Regions from separate parts of the Mus musculus genome. Here all the other regions are linked to region 1. The links are chromatin contacts, called in public HiChIP or PLAC-seq maps. All regions are on one chromosome and are shown on one strand. The core of a region is the stretch at or near the end of the contact, and the rest is flanking DNA. Distances in the headings are between cores, read along the strand shown. Region 1 overlaps Pgpep1l (pyroglutamyl-peptidase I-like). Region 2 overlaps Fam169b (family with sequence similarity 169, member B). Region 3 overlaps Igf1r (insulin-like growth factor I receptor).

The links. HiChIP or PLAC-seq counts read pairs in DNA pulled down with a chosen protein or histone mark.
Region 2: a contact with region 1 is called in an H3K27ac HiChIP or PLAC-seq map of thymic regulatory T cells, with 3 times the contacts expected there. The contact joins two enhancer-like sites. A contact is called at or near these places in 2 of 484 Hi-C or Micro-C datasets (B cells and hematopoietic stem cells), 4 of 115 datasets of contacts at active chromatin or transcription factors (double positive thymocytes, embryonic stem cells, regulatory T cells and 1 more) and 1 of 9 other capture datasets (adipose tissue).
Region 3: a contact with region 1 is called in an H3K27ac HiChIP or PLAC-seq map of regulatory T cell precursor, with 3 times the contacts expected there. The contact joins two enhancer-like sites. A contact is called at or near these places in 4 of 484 Hi-C or Micro-C datasets (the HL-1 cell line, the N1E-115 cell line, double positive thymocytes and 1 more), 3 of 115 datasets of contacts at active chromatin or transcription factors (acute myeloid leukemia, regulatory T cell precursor and thymic regulatory T cells) and 3 of 9 other capture datasets (adipose tissue, embryonic stem cells and liver).

The regions. Positions count from the first base shown.
Region 1 is chr7:68,249,201-68,253,547 of GRCm38.p6, forward strand. The region is part of intron 1 of Pgpep1l (pyroglutamyl-peptidase I-like); the gene reads right to left. Among named protein-coding and RNA genes, the nearest start is that of Pgpep1l, 13 kb to the right of the region's middle. Within about 2 kb of position 1,506, at least 16 of the 459 cell types and tissues checked have an H3K27ac peak or open chromatin away from gene starts, as enhancers often do. A contact at or near this core is called in regulatory T cells, regulatory T cell precursor and thymic regulatory T cells, where this site is marked.
Region 2 is chr7:68,318,735-68,323,211 of GRCm38.p6, forward strand. Fam169b (family with sequence similarity 169, member B) reads left to right here. Exons shown (of 9, transcript NM_001374636.1): 4 at 3,086-3,171. Among named protein-coding and RNA genes, the nearest start is that of Gm16158, 32 kb to the right of the region's middle. Within about 2 kb of position 1,582, at least 42 of the 459 cell types and tissues checked have an H3K27ac peak or open chromatin away from gene starts, as enhancers often do. A contact at or near this core is called in regulatory T cells and thymic regulatory T cells, where this site is marked.
Region 3 is chr7:68,127,630-68,132,347 of GRCm38.p6, forward strand. The region is part of intron 2 of Igf1r (insulin-like growth factor I receptor); the gene reads left to right. Among named protein-coding and RNA genes, the nearest start is that of Gm51488, 7.2 kb to the right of the region's middle. Within about 2 kb of position 1,507, at least 378 of the 459 cell types and tissues checked have an H3K27ac peak or open chromatin away from gene starts, as enhancers often do. A contact at or near this core is called in regulatory T cell precursor and thymic regulatory T cells, where this site is marked.

The DNA of each region.
Region 1 (4,347 bases), core at 256-2,755:
AACTCCAAACTCTGCATCTCCGTGCCTGATGTCAAAGCAGTCTTCAGATCTCCAACTCTTTTCAACTTTGTTGACTGCAACACAGTTATTTCTCTTGGGCCAGTTCCACTCCCTGTTAACAGCATCCCTCTTCACAAATCCCATGACTCTGGCATATCCAACATCTTGGGGGCTTTCTGGGGCAATCGTCTGAGTTAGGTTTTCCATCACTGTGAATAGACACCATGACCATGGCAACTCATAACATTTAATTGGGGCTGACTTACAGTTTCAGAGGTTCACTCCATTATCATCATGGCGGGAAGGATGGCAGCATCCAAGGAGACATTGTGCTGGAGGAGCTGAGAGTTTTACATATTGATCTGGAGGCATCAGAAGGAGAATGTATGTCACACTGAACAGAGCTTGAGCATATATGACTTCAAAGTCCTGCCTCCACAGTGACACACTTCCTCTAACAAGGCCACGCTTCGTTCAATAAGGCCACACCTCCCAATAGTGCCACTCCCTGTGGCCAAGCATTCAAACTATCACAACAATCCAGGTTTTTACCTGCACAACTTTAAGCAAAGGTCTCTGGGTCTCCATGCAGAAACATCCCTGACACACACCTGGCCCCATCAGCTTTCCTTAGTCACGGAGGGAGATTCCATAACTCTTTTTTTTGTACCCTCCACTCTAAAGCCAGAGCAATATGGCCAAAGCTACCAAGTTCTGCTGCTGCTGGGCCTGGAATGTGCCTCTTCATTCAAATCCATCTTCACCAGCTTTCTGTTTTCAGTGGTTTCCTTCACTGCCTAAGCTTGGCTGTCCTGGAACCCCATCTGTACACCAGGCTGGCCTTGAACTCAGTGACCTGCCTGCTGCCTCTGTCTCATGAGTGCTGCTAACATTCAAGGTAATTCAGCTACACCCAGTTCTAAACTTTTCTTTGATTACTTCTCAGAAGTTGGAAGCTTAGCTAGGTGGAGTCCTGGCTTGAGGTCACCACTTCTCCTTTCCATTTAACATCAGGTTTATCTCCTCAAGCACTGGACTTGACTCCATTACACTTCCCTGGGCTCCTTTTCTCCTCAAACTGTACATTCTGTATGTTCCTTGTTTAGCTTGGTCCTCTTCGTTACAGATCTGCATAAGTATGGTCACTAATAACCAAGCAACAAAGTCAATACTAAACTTTTTGGAAATCTCTTAGAGACAAATCTTCTAAAGATGTTCATTCATAACTCTTCTATTTAACCTCAGGCAGATTTGTGTGTCTGTGTGCATGACAAGAGCAGAATGTACCCATGATCTTTGTCAAAATATCACAAGAATGGTCTCTAGGTTGCATACTAGTACTCTTTGAATTGGAAATTTCTGGCTTCTTTGGAGATGCAGTCATGTCATGTGATGTTTTTCTGGAAACTGTCTTATGAGAGGATGTTTTTGCTGAAGCAGACATGTGGGAGGATGTTTTGCTGAGAACAGATACACGGTGGTTTTCTAGAAGCAGTCTAGGCAAAGGGCATGTGATGTTTTGCTAAAGCTGACACTTGAGAGAACAAGAATGTGATGTTTGGAAAGGATATATATATTTGCTGGTTATCATTGGGTTTTGCTGACACTGGTCTTCGCTGATGAAGCTGTATGGTTTGGTTTGCCATTCTTTTTTTTTTTAATTTATTTATTATTATTATACATAAGTACACTGTAGTTGACTTGAGACACACCAGAAGAGGGCATCAGATCTCATTACGATGGTTGTAAGCCACCATGTGGTTGCTGGGATTTGAACTCAGTACCTTGGGAAGAGCAGTCAGTGCTCTTACCTGCTAAGCCATCTCACCAGCACCTTGCCTTGCCATTCTTTGCTAGTCATCATTTGATATGACTTCATAGACAGAAATGCCACAAAAGAACTTCTGGTGGTGTTCTTTCTGGCAGCTTCTTGCTGCTGCTTCCTTGTACTTGGCAGAGCCTCGAGGTTTCTTCTGGATTGACCTGCCATTGCTGATTCATGAATGGTGTTTGCAAGTGGATCGAGCTGCTGCTGCTGTTCTGAGTGAACTGTACTGCTGATATCCTGGTAACACAGATTGGATTTGCTCCAAAGAACTTTTTCTAAACAGATCCACACCCTCCTTTGCTCTATTAACCTTTCCTTTCCACTCCCTCTGGTGGGTGGTGGGCTAGAAGAGAGGATAAAGCGTTTAAGAACCCTTATTAAAAGTAGGGTTTGAAAAATCTAGGCCTACAATTCTTCTCCTCTAAAACCTGTGTACCCCATAATTCATGTCACCAACAGCACCATCTTCCATGGTCTTACCAGTATGGCCTGTGATGCTCTACTTGAACCATTCAACTATTTTCCTAATCCAAAGTCCACATTCCACCAAGAAACTTGGTCCAGCCTAGGGCAGCAAAAACCCCAGTCCTTGGTACTAACTTCTATATTATTAGCCCACCCTCAGTGACATACTTCCTCCCACGAGGCCACAGCTCCTAATGCCATTCCCTGGCATGAGTCTATGGGAGCCATCCTTATTCAAACCACCACACCTAGAGCTTAGAATCTAGATCATGGGCAATGATGATGCAGCTGCTGCATATGTCACTGAAGGAGCGTTGGGCTTGTGGAGTATGGGGTAGCTCAATGTTAAACACGAGGGCTCACAATGCTGATCAACAAACAGCATGGAGTCACTTGCTTGGGAACTTTGCAGAAAATGCCTCTTTCGCTGTGAACTTTTAGACTTCATATTATTTTTCTGCATTTTCTTTTCTTTTTTCTATTTTAAGATTTATTTATTTTATGTGAGCACACACTTGCTGTGTTCAGACACACCAGAGGAGGGCATCAGATCCTGTAACAGATGGTTGTGAACCACCATGTGGTTGCTGGGAATTGAACTCAGGACCTCGGTAAGAGCAGTCAGTGCTATTAACCATGGAGCCATCTCTCCAGCCCCTACATTTTCTTTTCCTTTCAACATTCTTCTCCCATTTATGAGTGGCTGCAACAAAAAAAATAATGTCGGGGCTGGTGAGATGGCTCAGTGGGTAAGAGCACCCGACTGCTCTTCCGAAGGTCCGAAGTTCAAATCCCAGCAACCACATGGTGGCTCACAACCACCCGTAATGAGATCTGATGCCCTATTCTGGTGTATCTGAAGACAACTACAGTGTACTTACATATAATAAATAAATAAATCTTTAAAAAAAAATGTCTTCGTGTGATGGTTTGTCAATAGCTCACCCCATTCTTGGAAGTGAGACACTGTGGAAATAAACACTTTTTTTTCCTTTCCCATCTGTAATCCATGCAGTCTCAGATACAAAGCTTTTTACAGATAATTAAACATTGCTTGGGAACATACATGATAGCGATAAGCTTTAATTTTACTGGAAGAATGCAAGAGGATAGAAAGAAAAGTATTCACTCCTACCTCAAATGATTCAGTCCCTGGAACACATGCTCCAAGCCAGGCCCTCTATGGGATAAAGATAAATTGATGTTGGCCATTACAGAAAGTGTGTAGCTTATACAGACACAGACTGTGTAGGGCATCTCAGTCTGTTTTTCTATCTTTACAGCAGTCAGGGTATGCTATGTATATGAAGTATCTCAGCCCTTTACCTAGTATGGTCCCTTAGATAACCATTCCTACTAAAGACACTGTTAACTGTTTGCCAGCACTTTCAGTGACTACTGAAAACCAAATAGGAAGATGCTGAACCAAAAATAGAGTCCACTGAGGTGTTAGACAGGACACAGGATAACCTAAGTTGACCCGTGGGGACAAAACAACCCTGCACATTGACAGCAAAGAGTTTGCAACCAACTCTGTCCAAAGGAAGAACACAAGGAAGGGAGAATAGATGCAAGACCTAGAGTCCAGGGGCCAAAAGGAAGGCCAACTGGGGTACCAAGAGCCTGGGCATAGCCAGCCATCTCGGGAACCTCACTTTCCAGGTGCCGATGCAGGTGTGTCTAGTCACCATCCTTTGGTCCTATTAAAAGCAAGAAGATTGAGCAGAGCCTGCTCCAGAACCTGTCACTGAAGAGATGGTGGAGATGAGCTTGAAGTTCACCGACAATGAGGGGCACTGGAGGGAGAAGACCACCGACCCTTTGACTGTTGTGAATTTTAGTTCCATCCTGGAATTACGAACTACTACTATTACATGTTACAAACAATGCTGATATGGACTTTATGTTTGTTTATTGTTTTGATGTTCAAGACAGGGTTTTTCTATGTAGCCTTGGTTGATCTGGAACTCACTCTGTACATAAGGCTGGCCTTTAACTCAGACATCCACCAGATCTTGAGTACTGGGATTAAAAGTGTGTGCCATCACTGCCTG
Region 2 (4,477 bases), core at 332-2,831, 70 kb after region 1:
TCACTCCACTGATCAAAAGCTGCCGCATCCTCCGGGCTGGTTCTGGTCTGAGGACGGGTTTATTTTAGACGGCTAAATTTGACTGGATCCCCACGCTCATTGTTATGTGTCCTTAGCCATTGAAGATGAGTTTTGAAGAGCATCATGAGGCCATTTGAATCCATTCTGTAATCGTCCAACATGACGAAGGATGGCCCTGCTGTGCGCCGTGAAACTCGAAAGGTGCCCTGTCAACATGTTCGTTTGAACCAGTCTTAGAGAACCGAACATTTATGTTACAGGGGGGCACAGTCTGTTACTAGACCGAACAGCTTCGCTGGTTCACCTTGTGGGAAATAACAGCTTGTCCCCATGGCTGTTGAGAGCCCCCCTGCAAGTTCTAGTAGCTGCCATTTTGGAGAGTAATCACATTGACTAAGTGAAGGTGAGCCTCAGGCATTTAATTGGCTCTTCCCTCCCAGCCTGCTGCATGAATTTTCGAACCGTTGTCAGAGAAGCTAACAGGCAGGGAGAAGAGAGGCTGTTGGTCTTTGGAGGAGGAGGGGCAGGTTCTGAGACAGTCTTGACTGTCTGGCTTGTGCTTCTAGCTTGTGCTTTGTAGCCTGGTCCTCACAGATCTCCACTAAGGCGTCTCAAATAGCAGAACAGGGAAAAGAGGGGGAGGTTGCTGACCCTGGGTGGTTCACAGTGTTTACTAATGCAAACCTAATCTTAAATGACTTGGTTTTGATTACGTTGTCCCCCAAATCTTCATTTAGAAAGGGTTCAAAGGGAAGGTGCATTTAAAATTTAACATTTAATTTTTACTAAATTTACTAGATATATTGAAATTTTAAAAATTAAATTTAAAATTTAAAATCGTGTGGCTTCCCAAACCCATGGAATCAGGTACCTGGCTTAAGAAGTAGTTTTGTTTTATTTTTATTTTTTTAAAATATCTATTAATAAAAAGGCATAAAAAGTAACAGAAAGCAGGCAAAGGAACTTTTGTATGTGAGGTGAGAACAAAGAGGCAGAAGCCAGGGTGGGATTCACCTTTCAAGGCCTGACCACTAAGTAGGGATGGCCTGGTGAGACCGGAGTGGGCCTGAGTGAGGGGCTACCTTGGTTATTTGAGGCAAAAGGCTGAATACATGGGATGGGGGGCAGAAAAGTGTGAGGCAATCCACTCATTGATTGGCAGACAGGGAACACATACCCAGCCCACCTAGCAGCTTCCTAGACACTGGGCTGACGTGCTCGGGCAACCCTAGTGAGGCATCTGGGGCAGGGTGAATGTGTGTCTACCTGCAGACCTGGTTCTGAGGATGCTGTGCAAATGACCAGGGTGCTGGCGGCACAGTTAGTAACAGTGAGATAGGAGGAAGGAAAACTGTGCTCTGCTCCTGAGTCTTTGCTCCAGAGCCGCCTTTCCCAAAGATAGCTCCTCCCCACATGGTCCACCCATTCTGAAGATCATGCTGCGTCTCTGGCCTTTTACTGGATTTATGGTCCGAAGTCCAGAGCTAGACCCTCCCTCTGGCCCTTCTAACCAGTTGTCTTCACGCCACCTCCCTCTCAGCACTGCAGTGTCCTCAAAACGATGCCGATAATAGCTTCATTATGGGGCTGGAGGAAATGCACATGAAAGCAGGCAGGGCTGAGTCGAATGCCAAGGCATTGCTCAACACACAGGAAATAGTTGTCTTTACGCGGAGCCCATAGATAGCATTCGATCTTAGGATGCCTGGGGAGTTATGAGCTGTGCAAATGATGTCTTTTTAGAAAAAGATAACGTTGTTTAGAAAATTATGTGTGTGAGTATTTTCCTGCATGTGTGTCTGGTACCACATGTGTGCCTTGCGCCCGCAGAGGTGTCAGCTCTTCCAGAACTGGGTTTGTAGATGCTGTGAGCTGTGTGTGGCTGCTGTAAATTCTGAGCCTAGGCCCTCAGCCAGAGCAGTGGCTTTGCTCTTAGCTGCCAAGTCATTTCTCCAACTTCAAATGATTGGACTTTGATATATGTCTCTTCATTTTATTTTATTATTTTTTTATTATTTTAATGTGCACTGATGGTGTTTTGCCGCTGTGTATGTCTCTGTGAGAATGTCCGATCCTCTGGAACTGGAGTTATAGACAGTTGTGAGATGCCATGTGGGTGTTGGGACTTAAACACAGGTCCTCTGGAAGAGCAGCCTGTGCTTTTAACTGCTGTGTCATCTCACCAATCCTTGATATATGTTTCTTTATTATATCTAAGTACACTGTAGCTGTCCTCAGACACACCAGAAGAGGGCATCAGATCTTATTACAGATAGTTGTGAGCCACCATGTGGTTGCTGGGATTTTTAACTCAGAACCTCTGGAAGAGCAGTCAGTGCTCTTAACCACTGAGCTATCATCTCTCCAGTCCCTTGATAGATGTTTCTAATAAGAAAAAAAAAAAAAAAAAAAAAAAAAAAAAGAGGCAGAGTCTCATGTAACCCAGGCTGGCCTTGAACTTGCTATATTACTGAGGGTGACCTTGCACTTCTGACTCTCCTGCCTCTACTCATCTTCGCCCCTACTCCCATCCTTGCCCCTGCATGCCGGATCTGCATCAAGTATACCATTGAAGTCTACATACCCAGTTTATGTGGTGGTGGGGATTGAACCTGCGGCTTCATGCACAGTAGACAAGCATTCTACCAACTGCGATACATCCCCAAGCCTAAAAAAGGAAAATGCAATTCTTAACTCATCGACTGCTTCAATATTGGTTTGTATTTTGTTTTAGTCAGTGTCAGTGGGATATTTCTTTTTCTGAACCACAGACGGCCACCTGTAAACTACCTGTCTTGTTCCTATCAAGTGATACTGATGTGTTTTTATAGGACTTACGTAACTTATGGAGTTACTCCCGGCTGGGGGATTACCTCAGTGGTAAAGCGCTTGTGAAGCGTGTTCAGGGCCCTAGGATCTATGCACAACATCATAACGCAGCCCAAAATGTCACCTAGACCCCCCACAAAGCATGCAACTTGTCAGCCCATGCTATTAAAAGTACCACCTCACGGCTAGTGAGTGAGCTGTGTGGCTCATGCCTTTCTCTTGGTTTTTCCTTCAGTTGTGGCTGTTTACTTAAAGGAATCCTGGTGGTCCATCGAAGACATCCTAAGAACTTCTGATCCCACGCGGGAAGGGCTCATGAAGGTGAGGGGATATGATTTTAAGTCAATATTTGCAAAACAGGTTTTCAAGGTCTCTTTCCTTGGGCCCATGTTAATAAATTAAAGATGGATACCAAGCTCGTTTATCAGGAATCTGAATGAACAGTTTTTCATTCTCTTAAATATATTATTTATTTCTACGTGTGTTGGCATTACCGCTTGTACATTTGTGTGAGGGTGTTGGATCCCTGGAACTTGAGTTGTAGACAGTTGTGAGATGCCATGTGGATGCTGGCAATTGAACCTGGGTCCTTTGGAAAAACAGCTAGTAAATGCTCTTAACCAGTGGAGCCGCCTCTCCAGGGCTAAGACAGGGTTTCTTTGTGTAACCTTGGCTACCCAAATTCACCAGGCTGGCCTGGAACTCAGAGATCTACCTGCCTCTGTCTCCTGAGTGCTGTAATTAAAGGTACATCCCACTACGGCCATGCCGGAGCAGATTCCTTTTAATCCCCAGCTGCCTGAAGAGTGGGTTCCTCTGTGTCTACGCTGTTCATGTCTGCACACTTTTCCTGGGCTGCTCTGTGGGGAACCAAGTCTGACATTCTTACATAGCAAACTTTGCTTTGTCTTTTGTTTCTGAAGGCTGGGGGTCCAAAGTCGTGGAGTATATCTTTGGAGGGCTGTGAGGGAATTTGTTGCCTGCTCTATCCTTGCTTCTGCTTGCTCCAGTAGTTCGTTGGCCCAAAATGGCAGTACTTATATGCCTCCACATGGCCTTCTTTGGAAACATTGTCAGCCCAGGTTGAGAGTCCTATTTTTGATGAGGATATCAGTTGTATTGGATTTTGGAAGAAGAGTGCCCCACCATGGCTCAATTACCTATAAAAATTACAAAAAAGTTCCCTTTCAGAGATGCTAGTGGGGATTTCAGTATCTTTGGGGGGCACAGCTATCAGTTCTAGCATCTTGCCAGCAAGGAAAACAGGAGCATGTGGTGGTTGACCAGATAGCTAAGTACCACTCAGTCTGCTCTATCATCTAAGTCCCTTCTGTGCCTTGGTGTGTAAGCTTTAGCCTATTCCACTTCCCTGCTGTGTTGACAAGTGTTTCTGTCTGTATATTCAGGTCATGGTTATTGATAGGAGATTTAGCAACAGATCCGGTTCTGTCTGGCATATCTGTTGCCCCAGCTTCTTCATGGGGCTGGTCTAATTTCAGAATCTTCAAACCCTTAGTTGTGCACATGGAGACACAGGTTTGAATTACATAGTCAGTGAGTGACTTAGCTGGGTGTAAACTTCCGTGCCGCTGATGTCTGACCTGGAGCCTTTGAAATGTTGTAGAGC
Region 3 (4,718 bases), core at 257-2,756, 120 kb before region 1:
GGATGCTAGGGAAGAATCCTAGAAATATTTGGCAAGTTTGCAGCGGGCACTTTAGTAGAAGCCCATCTCCACTGAAGACCCAAATCTGAAGATAATACCATTCCAGGCCTCAGGAAGTTCAGGGTCTTAACGTAGGAGTGGAGTCTAAATACAGCATTAAAGCCCTATCAGAGACTTAGTGCTAAGAAAACAAATTTCAGTCTTCTGCAAGAAGTGGGGTAGCTGGGCCAGGGAGAACGGTGGAGAACAGTGGCCTCTCCTGGGCAGGCAGAGGTAAAGTCTAGAAAGCATAAAAACCAACGTTGAGTAAAATGATGTGTGTGGTCTGGGCAGGGACCTGGGAACAGAACAAAGTGTCCAGAGGGAGGGTGCCTACAATGAAAGTAGCTACTGGTTTGGGGTCTGATGCCAGGCTGCAAGGACCAAGGAAAGCCTAAATCCATGTTTTATACAGCAAAGGTGACTTGGGGTGAACATTTACTGGGGTTGCTTGTGGCAGGCTCCATAGGAGATAGCAGAGGTGAGGGACTAGAATGGCAAAGGAGAATGCCAGGTGGCCAGTTTGCACTGTTATCTCCTATAAAGTACCCGTTATCGATATATCGTGATACCGATATATCTTGATTGTGAAAAGTGACAACGTGGTCTCTGTATATTCAACAAGCATTGAAGTGGAGAGAGCCGGCTTGGCTGGCCTCCTGGTCCCCTTTTACATTGAGGAGGCTTGCTCAGGATAGCGACTTGTGAGCATGTTTATGTGCGGGGTGAGCAGAGCCCCCCATCCTAAGAGCAGATGGTTTCCTCCGCCTGGGGTCCTGTAAGGATGGTGAAGCTGGAGTGAGGGAATGGGAGATTCAAGTGAGACTGCCAGAAATACTATGGGCAAGGCAAGTTAACCGCTTATTTCTTATCAAGTGGTCCCAACGCCGTCATGTGTTGTTTCTTTTTGTGTATGTTCTCCATCCCAGCTGCTCCCAATAGGCTCAGAGCTCCTAAAACTTGCTATCAAAAGATGTAGCTGTGTGTCTGGTGCACCAGCATGCCATTAATGGCGTATTGTATAGTGCAACAATTTTAGTGTGTGATTTAAAGCAACTTTCGTAAAAGACAATTTTAAATTTTTATTCGACGGTGAGGAAGGGGCTTCTGGACAAAAGCGACTAAATCGGTTATCATTCCATTGGAGACTTCGTCAGCCATACAAGAAGTGAAAATGATGGAAACAAAACCTTTGAGGTTCTGCACAAAACAAAAAAACGATGTGTGGCTTAAAGTCAGCAGTTCTGGCTCGGGGGGGGGGGGGGGGGGGCTCCAAACGACGCCTCCAGGTGCTGACTTTTGGGGCCACCCCCTTCCTGCCCTCCCCGCTGTGGCAGCCAGGATTCCTTTTGTCTCGGGTGCTTCCCCACCCCGCCCTGCCAGCCAGAGGGAGCTGGCACCGGGCGCCCTCCCCACCGCCCCTGGACCAAGGTTGTTTACTACTTTCTACTCGGAATAACACGCCAATCACCAGGGCCCGCCCTCTCTCTCAGCCAATCAGTTTGTTGGGAAATTCCACCTTTCCTAAGGGCCCAACCAGCGATTGGCTGCAGGACTTGTCAGTCAAGCTGGCATCCCGCAAGGATGCAGCTGGAGTATTAGGGACGCGATCACCAGAGCCGAGGAGGAGTAACCTTCCCATAAACAAGATGGGGGGCCCCCCAAGAAAGCACGGATTGGGGTGGGGAGCTGAAGCTCAGCCCAACCCCGGGGCCCCACCGGAGTGAAGAGGGCCGAGCGCAGAGCCGGGGAATCCCTCCCTCCGCCTCCCGCCCTTGCTGCAGTTGTAAACACGCTTCCCTCCATGTCTGTTTTTCTTTCTCTAACCGTGGCCATTACAGGCTGCTGTTTACAAAAATCCTGCAGGGCAGTGCTGTTCTCTAGGATCCTGTCCTCCATTCACCTTGCCTCAGGACCCCTTTTCAGGCTTTTTTTTTTTTTTTTTTTAATTTTCTCCCCGCTGCTAGGCACAAACTGAAGGAAGCTATTGGGTCGTGCAAGCTTGTTTTCCTTTTATTGCAGCACGCAAAGCAAGTCACGCTGTAGCAGCAGCACCATTTCCCAGGAGAACAGGCTGGCTGGCCATTAAGAGCACCGCGCAGCCTAAACAGGCGTAGCTCTAGAAGGACTGGCTGGGTTTTTGTTGTTGTTATTATTATTACTGGTCTGAGTCAAGCTGGATGCTATTTTGATTCTGCATTTTCTTCCAAAATTCGTCTTGAAATCTATCCCCACTTACAGGTTTGGGATTTACACCACCACCCGGCGCACGCCCCTTTTCATAAAGGCAGTATTGTGTTGAACTAAATGTTTTTCTACCTTCTCTGATCTGAATCAGGTTTCCCATTTCTAGCAGCACAATGTAGTTGTATTCTGTGTGGTAGGGGCGTAGTGGACATGAATTATTTGCGACAGGGTTGCCTGGAAGATACGGAGTGGAATTTGCGTGGCACGGAACAGTTCCCAGTGCCCAAGGTTTCTGTTACTCTGGCTCCAAGCAGGAAGCGCAGGCAATATGGCAAAACACAGCACGTGGCATCCCATTCAAAAACGCTCTTTTCTAGAAGCTGGTATTGCAGAGGATATCCGATCTTGACTAGTTTCACCACCACCACCACCCCTTTCACAAGCAGAAAGAAAAACTAATGTACGGAAATTTGGTGTAGATATTTAGTAGGAAGCTTTGTTAAGTGTAAAGGCAAGGTTTGGAAGTTCTGGCGAGAAGCTGAAGGACCTTGTGGGCACGCTTTACAGGATTTAAGGTTGTAGGAATTGTAACCCCCACATGGGAGGCCACGGACCTCTGGGCTCCTCTAGACTTAACACCCTGCAAAGTTACTGAGCTACAGAGCCCTGGAGGATCTTAGGGTTGATGCTGAGGGAGAAAGGAAGGTTGCTGCAGGTAGGAATGTGGGTGGCCCTAGCATGTTCTGGCCAGGATTGGATTTCCAGGAGTAGCTTCTATGGCTACCTGTGTGAGTTTGTGGAAGACTCCAGTCTTAAGTTATGAAAGCCTGGTTAGGATCTCAGTGGATGGTTGGTCTTTTTTCCTACTTACTCATTTGTTTGATCCCAAGCCCCAAACCACCCCCCCCCCTTTACACACACAAGCAGCTTTCCCCAAAATGACCAAGTTAGTATGTAACACGCTACCGTTATATACTGAGCTGTCGTCAGGATTTGAGTGGAGGTGGCTGTGTCGCTTGTAGTAAGGGGAGGTTACGAAGGCCACAGCTGGGGCAGAGTTCTGCCTCAGGGCTACAAAGTTCCTGGCATCATTACCCCACCTTATGAAGTTACAAACTGGGCAAGGGGTTGAAGGCAGAAAGAGACCGTAATGAAGAATGTTGTGATGATGTGTGTACCAGCTCCTGTCCCTTATTAGCTGCCTCATCCAGGCCAAGTAAGTTCACCTCCGTTAGCCTCCTTGTCCACTGCCTGAAAGGAAAGCCGTGATGTCTGTGTATGGCTGTGAGGGCTCAATGACCTTTGTCATGCAGTGGGCTTGGTACCAGCCTGGGACTCCTGACAAATGTGTCTTACCCCTTCTTTTTTCCGTGACCCTTCCCTCAAACCTCCCGCTTGCTCAGGGCTCATCTTTTCCTGGTGATTTGTGTTAACCGTTCCTCCCTGGCCAAGTCAGCCTGTTAATTTTTCCATGCCAACAGCTTCCGAGTGCCAGGAAGTCACGTCTGAATAGCCAAAGTATGTTTTCCTGTAGGAGAGTGCCAGCGTGCCAAGTGGCACGTCCTCAGTTGAGCATGCAGAGCTGGGGGGGAGGGGGAGGGGTGGTGAGACCTAGCTGTACTTCCCGCCATGTCTTCAGATAACTTTTTGAATCACGAGTGAAGTCTTGACTTAATCCCCTGGCTTTCATAAGCAGGGCAGAGCAGTGGCCCCGGCCTGGCTCTCAGTTCTTCTTGACCTGATTTCACCCTGCCACCTCTGCCTGTGTCTCCCACCACATCAGTACACACATGGTATGTGTGCGTACCACAGTGCTACCTGGCTCCTGTGGTGAGGATCTGAGGTCTCTCTCCAGTTGGGGAAATGGCCTCCTTGATGCCATTTGCTAGAGCACTTCCTCAAGCTGACCTCTCCATATTCTGTCCCAGTAGTACCTTTGTTCTTCTCAGTCCTGTCTCTGCTTAAGGGACAGTGGCGTCCTCTTGTGATGGATCCTTCTGTGATTCCTGTGGTTGACTGACTTTTCTTCCCACAGAAAGTAGTAGTTTTCTCTGCACTCTAGGCCAGAGTGAAAGCTGTCTGTCTGTCTCTCTTCCCTCTCAGTAGAATTCTGATGCCTGGAATTCAGGCCTGACCCTTCTTTCTTAATCTGGAGCAAACATGGTAATACCTCTTCCTTGGGGAGTTGTGAGGATTAACTGTGCCCGGCTTCAAGTTTATACCTGACAGGCACCCAGGAAGGGGGAAGAGTTATCTTTTTATCATCCGTAGATGGAAATGTTAGTGGCTGTAGAGGTCTGCCAAAAGAATGGCTGAGAATTATGTAAATCAGGGACTTGATCACTGCTCTTTGACCATTCCCTGTAAGGATCATACGGTTTTTATACTTCCTATTTGGTAACCCTTTGATAAATCGGAAATCAGCCTTTTGTATAATACGCTAAGCTAAAGAGCTAGTGTTTCATCAGTGATTTTTTTTTGAAAGCTTCTGG